Regions from separate parts of the Mus musculus genome. Here region 1 is linked to region 2. The links are chromatin contacts, called in public Hi-C maps. All regions are on one chromosome and are shown on one strand. The core of a region is the stretch at or near the end of the contact, and the rest is flanking DNA. Distances in the headings are between cores, read along the strand shown.

Evidence for each region. Hi-C and Micro-C count contacts between places; a contact is called where the count stands out from the background.
Region 1: a contact with region 2 is called in a Hi-C map of the N1E-115 cell line, with 3 times the contacts expected there. The contact joins the promoter of Atad2 here to the enhancer-like site in region 2. A contact is called at or near these places in 11 of 39 promoter capture datasets (the 3T3-L1 cell line, 3T3-L1-derived adipocytes, the C10 cell line and 6 more), 1 of 15 datasets of contacts at CTCF or cohesin (large pre-B cells), 3 of 484 Hi-C or Micro-C datasets (the HPC-7 cell line, the N1E-115 cell line and cortical neurons), 6 of 115 datasets of contacts at active chromatin or transcription factors (astrocytes, bone marrow-derived macrophages, embryonic limb bud and 3 more) and 2 of 9 other capture datasets (adipose tissue and liver).

What each region holds. Positions count from the first base shown.
Region 1 is chr15:58,132,913-58,137,818 of GRCm38.p6, forward strand. It overlaps Atad2 (ATPase family, AAA domain containing 2), which reads right to left and starts at 2,170. Exons shown (of 28, transcript NM_027435.2): 1 at 1,895-2,170. The coding sequence starts at 2,062.
Region 2 is chr15:57,596,855-57,602,078 of GRCm38.p6, forward strand. Gm35682 (a long non-coding RNA gene) reads right to left here. Exons shown (of 4, transcript XR_384108.2): 2 at 5,131-5,178; 3 at 3,236-3,422. Among named protein-coding and RNA genes, the nearest start is that of Gm35771, 21 kb to the left of the region's middle. Within about 2 kb of position 3,892, at least 2 of the 459 cell types and tissues checked have an H3K27ac peak or open chromatin away from gene starts, as enhancers often do. A contact at or near this core is called in the N1E-115 cell line, where this site is marked.

The DNA of each region.
Region 1 (4,906 bases), core at 920-3,419, 530 kb after region 2:
GACTCACCAAACACTACACATTGGTAACTTAAGGGTCCACTACCACATAAAAAAAAAAAATCTAGTCAGTGCAGATGAGAACCTGTTGAAGTCGAAATGACAGAACTGCCTTCAAAACTAAAACAAGGTACATTGTAGTTATGGGTCCCTCTCCATACCTTCAGAATTTAAGGTCTGTCTCCAACATTAAACCAAGAAAAATCACAATAATGAATTTAAAGTGAATAAATTTTACCATCCAAAGTACCATCTGTATCTGTATCTCTACCATCTGTTGAAAAATATGTGACTGGAAATTAAGAAATATTCAAAGACTAGGGTAAGCAGAGAGTTAAGTTTTTTTGTTTTTTGATTTTGGAGACAGGGTTTTTCTGTGTAGCCCTGGCTGACCTGGAACTCACTCTGTAGACCAGGCTGGCCTCATTAAAGGCGTGCGCCACCACGCCTGGCTGAGAGTTAAGTTTTTGAAACATACATTTTTACTTACATGGGACTAAATATAAAGCCCCCAGTTTATAAAACTTTTCAAATACAAAGCTATTTTATGCTTGGTATAGATGGTGTTTTGTAATATGAATCTGTCGTCCTTGAGGAAAATCCGATATAACACCCCTAATTAGCCTCTAATTAGAAGCTCTACAAAAATACCTTGATTTATAGAAGGGAGGACTTCATTTCAAAAATATAAGCCGGGTGTGGTGACGCACGCCTTTGATACCAGCACTCAGGAGGCAGAAGCAAGCGGATTTCTGAGTTCGAGGCCAGCCTGGTCTACAAAGTGAGTTCCAGGACAGCCAGGGCTACACAGAGAAACCCTGTCTCAAAAAAAAAAAAAAAAAAAAAAAAAAAAAAAAAAAAACCAAACCAAAACAAAGCAAACAAACGAAGACTGTTTCATCCCAGTCCCCAAGGAAGCTACGTCTGTCTACAAGTGATTCACTTTATATAGTGCCAATACAAGATTAGGGTTGTCTGAACTAAGTGGACACTGCTGTGTCACTCCCAGCGCAGCGCTCCTGATCAGACTTCCAGTCTCCTGACCAGCTACGCGTCTGTTTTCCTACTCCCTCACTGCAACCGGACCATCACTACCGGTTTCGGAAACTTTAGTGTTTCTTCCTCAACCTCAACCTTTTTGGTGAACGCTGTCCCCGCTGTCCCCCTTCCACCACCGCCGAAGCCGGGCGATGTGTAATCTCTCCGCACTGGTCCCAGTGATGGGCAAGAAGCATTTGCAAACCTCCCACTACAGAGACTGTAAATGCAGCATGAAGCTGCCAGAAAAGGAAAGCTGTGGGAGGCACAAAAAACCGAAGTTCCAATTCCAGAACTGTCTACCACTCTCTGTTTACCTTTCTGGAGCCCATGTCTTCATCTGTCACACCGATAACCACCAACCAGAAGGTCCTCTAAGGCTTGTCAAGAGACTTAAAGTGCAACCACGCAATGTCGCCGTTCGTCCCTCCATATTATGCAACCTGATATTTTACTTCGCTTGAGTCTCACGATGGAACCTCCCTGGACCGTACATGGAGGTCAGTGGACTCTTTACTGTCTGGGCCCACAACTCAAGATGCTCCCGTGCACGCGCTCCAGCAGTCAGGGGGTTCGCACTCCCCTGACTGACGCGACCCGGGGAAGGAACCGGGAAGGAGGTGATGGGGGGAGCACAAGGTCGGCCCAAAGCTCCTCCGCTCGGCCCTACGCAGCGCTTCGGCTCTAGGTTTCCTCTTGCGTAGAAAGAGGTGGCGACCAACTTGCTCTGCCCGCTTCCAGCCAGTTCTGTCTTTCCAGAACCTTCCACCTCGCTGGTCCACGACAGCCCACTACCCCAGAGCGGGGCGCGCGTCTCCAACCCGGGGCCCAAAGCTCCCCGCCCTAGGTCGGTACTCACGCCCGCCGCCTTGGACGCCGTCGATTTCCTCCCGGCTCGGCGCAATCTGGGCCGCCTCCCGCCGCTGTCCTGCAGGCTGAGGAACTCACTGGACAGGTCCAGAGAGTCGGTGGCCGAGGAGGTGGTGGAGCGACTGTGCAGCTCCAGGCTGCTGCGGAGGACCACCATGGTGCCCCGCTTGCAGAAGCCGGAACCCGAGGCGGGGGAAGTGGAGAACCTGGCTCCGGAGGAGGCTGCTCAGGCGCTCACGCGCTCTGAATTCTGGCGCCACAAACTGCGCGCCCAGCGGCCGCAGCGTACGCGCGCCGAATCCCTCCGCCGCCGGCCACGCCTCCTGACCCCACCCCCAGATCGACGAACCCGAAATTCTCCTCCAATCCGAAGAGCGCGGGAACCGGAGCCGACGCGAACCGAGGCGCCAGCGAACCGCGTCGAGCCCCCTCACAGGAATTTGCGACGTCGTTCTTCCAGCTGTAGTTCCGGCTCTCCGCCCTCAGTGGAAGGAGACGGAGAGAGCGGTGCAGCGTCTTGTTTGGAATTTTGGCGCGTGGAGGCGGAAGGGCCCTTTGGCTCCCTGCCGGCGGCTTCCCGCCATCTAGGCTTCAAACGCCAGAAAAAAAAGGTCCTTAAACCAAGCACTTTGCCTCCGATAGGTTTGACTTTGAGACTTGAAGAGGTTTTTATTGATGAACTAACAAAAATAAACTGCACGAAAGAAAGAAAATATAATGGTCCTTAAAGACAGCTAAAAGAACTGGCAACAGCTATTGGGATAGAATGAGTCATATAAACTTACCCGGGATTAAAAAAAAAAAAAGCTAACTTGTAAAGTAATTACGACATAAAGTTAATGGCCAGTCACCTTATAAATGATCAAATTCTTTCCTGTGCTCAGAATGGTTTGTAGTCGTGCTAGGTACAAATGTAATTCATTTACAGAGACAAGCTTTTGCTGTGTCTATTTTGTCAAGGTTAAGCGTAAAAAAAGTAATTAAATGCAACATTTTTTTTTTAATTAGGGGTATACATAATAGATTATATGATGGCTCTCAAACCCCTCAAAGAGATCTGCTGACTGACATTTTTATTTTATTTATTTACTTATTTATTTATTTTTTTTTTGTTTTGTTTTGTTTTTCGGGACAGGGTTTCTCTGTATAACCCTGGCTGTCCTGGAACTCACTCTGTAGACCAGGCTTGGCCTCGAACTCAGAAATCTGCCTGTCTCTGCCTCCCAAGTGCTGGGATTAAAGGCGTGTGCCACCACGCCCGGCTTCTGACTGACATTTTAAGGTGTTTCATGAAAATGGCTTCCCCCGGCAGACAATACCAGCTCTGCTAGCCTCAGCTGAGGAAGATGAGCAGTAACAGACTCCACCTGGACCTGCTTCCCAGATGCTAACTGGCCACTTGGCAAAGAACTACCCCATCCCTCACCCACTGCCAGAGCCCAGTCCAAACTGTGGACACGGGTTGACTGCTCTACCCTGCCTTGCAAAGGTACCTCAGCTCCCCAGAATTCCTCCTCCGCAGAAAAATCTCTCAGACCTTCTGGGTCTGACATAAGGCCGATGATAGGACCCTCTGTGGCAGCTGGTGGTGGAAGACTGACAACCTCTGCCCCAAACAAAGCCATCAAGATCACCATGGAGTAGCCCAGGGTGGCTGTCTACGTAACAGATAAATCACCTCTGTCATTCTTAATTGATACAGAGGCCATTTGGCATTAAAAATAAATAAATAAAAAGCTTTGTTAAACAAGAGATATAAATGTCCCAATTCAATAGGAACAGATTCCATTGAACTTCTAACCTTTCCAGCCCTGGCCCATTTTGATTTGAGGTACTCTCTTAATAAACAGTTTCTGTAGCTGGCAGTGGTGGTTCATTCACGCCTTTAATCCCAGCACTCAGGAGGCAGAGGCAGGTGGATCTCATGAGTAGTAGGCCAGCCTGGTTTATAAGACTACACACAAAAAAAACTTTTTTCTAAAACAAAACGTGTGTATGTATGTATGTAGTAGCAGTTTCTGTTTCTACCACTATCCACATATCCCTGTCTCAATTCTTTGTTCTGAGGCAGAAGAAACTGGAGATCCCAGTGGGCATTTAGTTGGACCTTGATATTCATCTATAATACTCCTGTTTTCTACCCCTTGAGTGCTGAATTACACATCTGTACCATCACACCATTTATGTGGTGCCTGGGATTGAATCAAGAGTTTCTTTCCTTCTTTCTTTCTTTTAAGATTTATTTATTTATTATGTGTAACAGACTCCACCTGGACCTGCTTCAAGTGTGATAACTGGCTGTCTTCAGACACTGCAGAAAAGGCCATCAGATCTTATTATGGATGGGTCTGAGCCACCATGTGGTTGCTGGGATTTGAACCCAAGACCTTCGGAAAAGCAGTCAGTGCTCTTAGCGGCCTAGCCATCTCTCCAGCCCAAATCAAGTGTTTCTTGCATGAAGGGCAAACATTCTACCAACGGATCTACATCTCCAGCCATCAGTAACCCCCCCCCCCCAAAAAAAGGATCTATGCCAGGCCTAATGCTTAGACTTTGCTCACGTGATAGCAACATAGTAACCTCTGCTTTAAGAGACCTGACAAAACATTAACATAGTTTCTAGCAGTTGTATCAGTAAGATGAATTCCTGTCGGTTCTCCTGCCCCTATTAACACTACTGCTTGGGAAAGCTAAACACTGGCAGGAGATTTGTTTTTGTCAACATTGATAGGCTCTGACATCCCCTCCCCGCAGAACATTCACTAAAAAGATCTGTCAATGTTTGTCTTTTACAATCCAGAAGTCTCTCAATGGCCCTTAAAGGAAGAGCCATTCCTTTCTAATGGAATCGTCAGGAAAGTCACAACTGACTGTTGAAGTCTCTTTGGGAGGACTATACTTCAAGTAACTAATGGTAACTTACATGATTATGTGCCGGCAACTACTAAGTTCATCATATAGACAAACTCAATCCTTGTAGCAAACCTATTTTTAACCTCAG
Region 2 (5,224 bases), core at 2,642-5,141:
AAGTGATGTAAAAAGAATTTACCAGCCATCAGTTGAAAGAGTACTCAAGACACAGGGAGACTTTTCAAAGTTTTACATCCTACCACTCCCCCAACCCAAGCAGAGGTAAGCTCATTCATTCCTTTACAAGAATAAAGCATATTTGAATCCTTAAATCATGAGCTTAGAATCAACCTAAGTGTCCAATGTGACCAAATAATTAAGCTTATTCACTAGGCTAAAGAAAAGAGAGTTTATAAGGTTAAAGAAAGAGGTCAGGAAGAATCTAGAAGTTTCTTCCCAATACTGATGGGCTTGAGTTTCTAAACTAGAAGGACACATTAAATGTTAATTCTTGGGCAAATGGATGTATCTGGAGGATATCATCCTGAGTGAAGTAACCCAATCACAAAAGAAGTCACTTGATATGCACTCACTGATAAGTGGATATTAGCCCAGAAACCTAGAATACCCAAGATGCAACTTCCAAAACACAAGAAAATCAAGCAGGAAGACCAACTAGTGGATACCTCATTCCTTCCTAGAATAGGGAATAAAATATCCATAGAAGGAGTTGCAGAGACAAAGTTTAGAGCTAAGACAAAAGGATGGACTATCCAGAGACTGCCCCACCCGGGGGGTCCATCCCATAATCAGCCACCAAACGCAGACACTATTGCATACACCAGCAAGATTTTGCTGAAAGGACCCTGATATAGCTGTCTCCTGTGAGGCTTTGCCAGTGCCTGGCAAATACAGAAGTGGATGCTCACAGTCATCTATAGGATGGAACACAGGGCCCCCAATGTAGGAGCTAGAGAAAGTACCTACGAGCTGAAGGGGTCTGCAACCCTATAGGTGGAACAACAGTATGTACTAATCAGTACCCCCAGAACTCCTGTCTCTAGCTACATATGTAGCAGAAGATGGCCTAACTGGCCATCATAGGGAAGAGAGGCCCCTTCGTCTAGCAAACTTTATATGACCCAGTACTGGGTCAAGAAGTGGGAGTGAGTGGTTAGGGGAGCAGGGCAAGGGGAGGGTATAGGGGACTTTTGGGATTGCATTTGAAATGTAAATGAAGAAAATATCCAATAAAAAAAAGAAAAATGTTCATAACAACAGAGCAAGTGCATGTTAGGGATAATCACCTCTAATTTCGAAGACAATATCAAGTTAAAGATACAATACTGAACATTTCAAAAAGAACTCTTCAGATTCAAGGTGAGTCTGGATCTCCCCATAGCTATTCTAGACGTGAACCGCTGCAGATGAAAACAGCCCTGGGTATCTGTAGAAAGGGTCTATGGATATAGAAAACATTACCTAAACATGAGGTGGAAGAAGAGTATTTCATGTGTGGAGGGTCTTGCTATGGCTTGAATCTCTTTTGTCCCGTAAAAGCTGACGGTCATTTTGGTCCCTGGAGCAGCAATGTGTGAGGTGGTAGAACTTTTAATGGATAAGATCTGGTAGGAACTACCAGAGATCACTGACGGGAGATGGCTCTCAGAAGTAATTAATAATATTCATCTAGGTTCTGGTAATGGTGAGTTGTTTTTAAAATAATAATAATAATAAAAGCTTTTTCAAAAGTGCAGACACTATTCAGTCCAGTCTAGCCTTCTATATAGCCGTATGGTTTCTCCTCATACATGTTGACATTATAATGTCATATAGCCGTATGGTTTCTCCTCATACATGTTGACATTATAATGCCATCCACTATGCAGTGCCATAGCCAAGAGGCCAAGAAGCTACTGGCACCTGTGTTCCTGAACCTCTAGAATTGGGGTGAATACCTCTGCCTCTTTTTTTAAAATAACACAATATGCAATCACAGGTGTTTTATTGGTACAACCAAAAGGTCACCTTTCTAAAATTATAAGGTGAACCTAGAAAAAGAATGTGAGGAAGCTTTGAAATAAGAATATCAATCTGATAGTGAAGAAGGGAGTCCCAGGGATGCAGGGAAAGGGGGTTTGAGTATAGTCGTGAAGTCAGACTACAGGTAAGAAGGGGAAAAAATAGTGCAGGGGAGAACAGCTCAGATGGGCACAGGATGGATGACCCAATGACACAATAGCATGCCTGATGTGAACTAATGCGCTAAGGAGAGGGTTAAACTATTAAGCAGTTTGGGATGAATTAATGACAGAAATCAAAGTGGTTACCAACTCCAAGTTATCCTGATGCCATTCACAACAACAGAAGTAATGGTGCTTTGGCTCTGAATAGAGTCCATGTAGATGGGATATTGCATTCAGTAAACATTAGCCTGAGCAGATTACAAGTGGAATAATGACTGTGCCAATGTGGGGATGATCAGCAAATGTGCAATAGCTGTCATAATTGGAGCTGAAATATACTGCTTAAAGTTATCCGTACACTTAACAGTATCACAAAGGTCATGTCAAAATAACCAATGAAAAGTGTTGAGTCTGCTCGTTCTAGGAAACAGGGAATCATGCGGGCTGGGAGTATGGTGGTTTTCAACTGGACTTTCGAAATTGTTTGATCCTGAAAGTTACTACATGTAAAACTTTGGTTTAAAAAAATATGGAATGAAGTTTGAAATGATCCTGCATCCACAAGAAATTAAAAGATTGATTTTACTGTGACTCCCTCTGCATTGTGCACACATACACACACAGAGAGCCATTTGGATGATCTATTCTGCGAAGCATCTAAAGGCATGAAAATATTTCAGGGAAGTGTTAATGATGGCCTGTACCAATCTGTCTTTTGTAAATAATTTATCAGTCAAGTATACTAATTAGAGATAGGAGAAGCAATTGACATAGCAGCCCATCAATCAACAGCATTTGCTGCTCATATATTGAATACAGCAATAGACAGTCAACATTCTGGAAACTGAAAAAAAAAAAAAAACAAGTATATGATATAGTTCCTGGCACTAAAATCTTATTATTCTAGGAAACATATGGGGCATGAACATCTATAAAGTTAGATGGCAGTCCAAATTTATAAATACCATGTTACCAAAAAAGTTAAAGTTATAAAATGATGCCGGTAACTTTTGTGAAAGCACAGAAATATTGTTGAGAAGAAAGATAGAACATGATGCAGGGAATGAACCTCTGCAAAGGAGGTCTGGAAAGGTCGAGAAAGATGGTCTGGATTTGAATGTGTGGGGTGAGATGGGAAGTCTTTAACACATGGACCCAGGAAAGCAAGAGGCAGTCTTGGTACCATGAGAAGACTGCGGGATCTAAGGAAGCAGGTATCTGCTCACCAAGATGCAAAGGCAGTTAAGTTAGATGCTGGCCTATAGAAAACAAGTTATTCAGAAGCAGGTAATCCTGTCATCTCTAGTGAAGCCAAGACTCCAGTCAGTTGTTCAGTGAAGATGTGTGTCCATCCTTTATTGGCATCAGCAAGTCTCAGGGAAGTTTCTGATCCATGTGACAGTCCAGAGTTCCCTGGAAATAGCAATTACCTGTTATCAAAATCACTAATCGGCATCACAGAGAATCTTCCATAAATACTAAAAATGCACTTAACAGTTTCTGTACGTCAATGAAGGCACAAGGCTGGGCCTTATTGGAGAAGATGTCCATTAAGGAGAAAGTTCAAACACACTACTTTGCCAACAGCCTTCCAACTAAGATAAAAGCTAGTTCAATTCAAACGAAGGAAAGAAAGAGATAAACAAGTTAATAAAACAAGCATTTTTTACATTTATGTAATGCTTAGATTTCTTTAATGAAAACTATATCTGTGGGATATACAAAATATCACCTGGTTAAATAAAAAGTGATGACAAGTATTTAAACTACAAATCTGTTTGATTTATAATTAAAACCCCTGAATAATATGTAAGTATACAATCTTCATGTCACAAAGATGTATCAATGCTGTATCCATCAAAGTCCAGAAGAGGGCAGCCAAGAGCTGCTCCGGTGGACCTAGCCCCATACCCACTTGGCACCACAAAGGTCAATCCGCCCTCACCCTCTGCACTGAGGAGCCCGGAATCAGCTTGTAAAGATGTAAAAGTTGGTGAAAGATACAGACGTGGGGAACGTAGGCCAAAGGAACCCAAGGCATATGAAGTGCCGGCCCAAGAACCATGGAAAAAACAGAATGGAAAATAGATATAAAGTAGCCGAGGGTTGGAGGAACACGTTTGTTTGTTCGTTTGTTTGTTCGTTCCGGAGGCCAGCAGCCCTGATCAAAATCTTCCCATGGCTCTCTGCTTCCCATCACAAAAGTTCAGCCTAAAACAAGGTCCTGCCATCATCGAACATTTTGGGGTTCACTGAGCTTTTCGTTACACGTTCGGGGTTCCAAGCAAACCACGGGTATTATTCCCTGTGACTTTCATTCTCTATGTCTTTATCTCTCCTGCTTCTTCATTTCTTCATCCAGACAGTAAGTCCGTGTCAATGACCAGAAGGAAGGAAACAGGGTGTAGCAGAAAGACATTCACCTTCAAAGCTTCCATGATGAGGCAAATGGGAATACACATGTCATGAGCTACAGAGAACATGTCAAGGAGGTTAGAAGCCAAATCCAGCTCCTAGAAAAGGCTTCTCAGAAGAGGTGGCAATCCCCCTGTGGTCCCCTGGCCTCTACTCTCTACATGTCTGATCCTTCAGTGCACACTGGACTCATTGGCTATTTTCATCTGCCTGTCTGCCTTTTCCTACTTTTTTTTCTCCCTCTGCCCTTTTAGAAATATGCCCCTCATTTTCATTCAGTAGAGCTTGATTGACAGCTACACAGCTCTGGCCAAATCTTGGTCCATGATGCGAGAAAGGTTGTTCAGGAAGTATGTCTCTAGACCAGTCAATCAGGTCTCTTCCCTGGACCCCACAGCCTCAATTAGGAATGAAGATAGCTCCCTCCTCCTCTAGACTAGATGAGTCTGCCTGAAGAGCAGAGACAGTTTCAGACACAGAACCATGTCTTTTGTCTCATAGAGTATCCTGAGATAATGAGCTGGAGACAGAGAAAACTGTGTGTGTGTGTGTGTGTGTGTGTGAGAGAGAGAGAGAGAGAGAGAGAGAGAGAGAGAGAGAGAGAGAGTTGACCCACTCAAATCCAAAAATTCATTTGTCCTGAGTTAGGGCTGTGCCTGTGCTAAGCTGCATAGCATAAACCGAGCTCATCCAAAAAGATACTTACTTGTCTTAAGTGGACTCAAAAGGCCAGAAGCAAGATCTTCTCCAGGCTCTGCAAAGACATCAAAGAACAGTGTCCTTGTGGAATTTATTAGAAG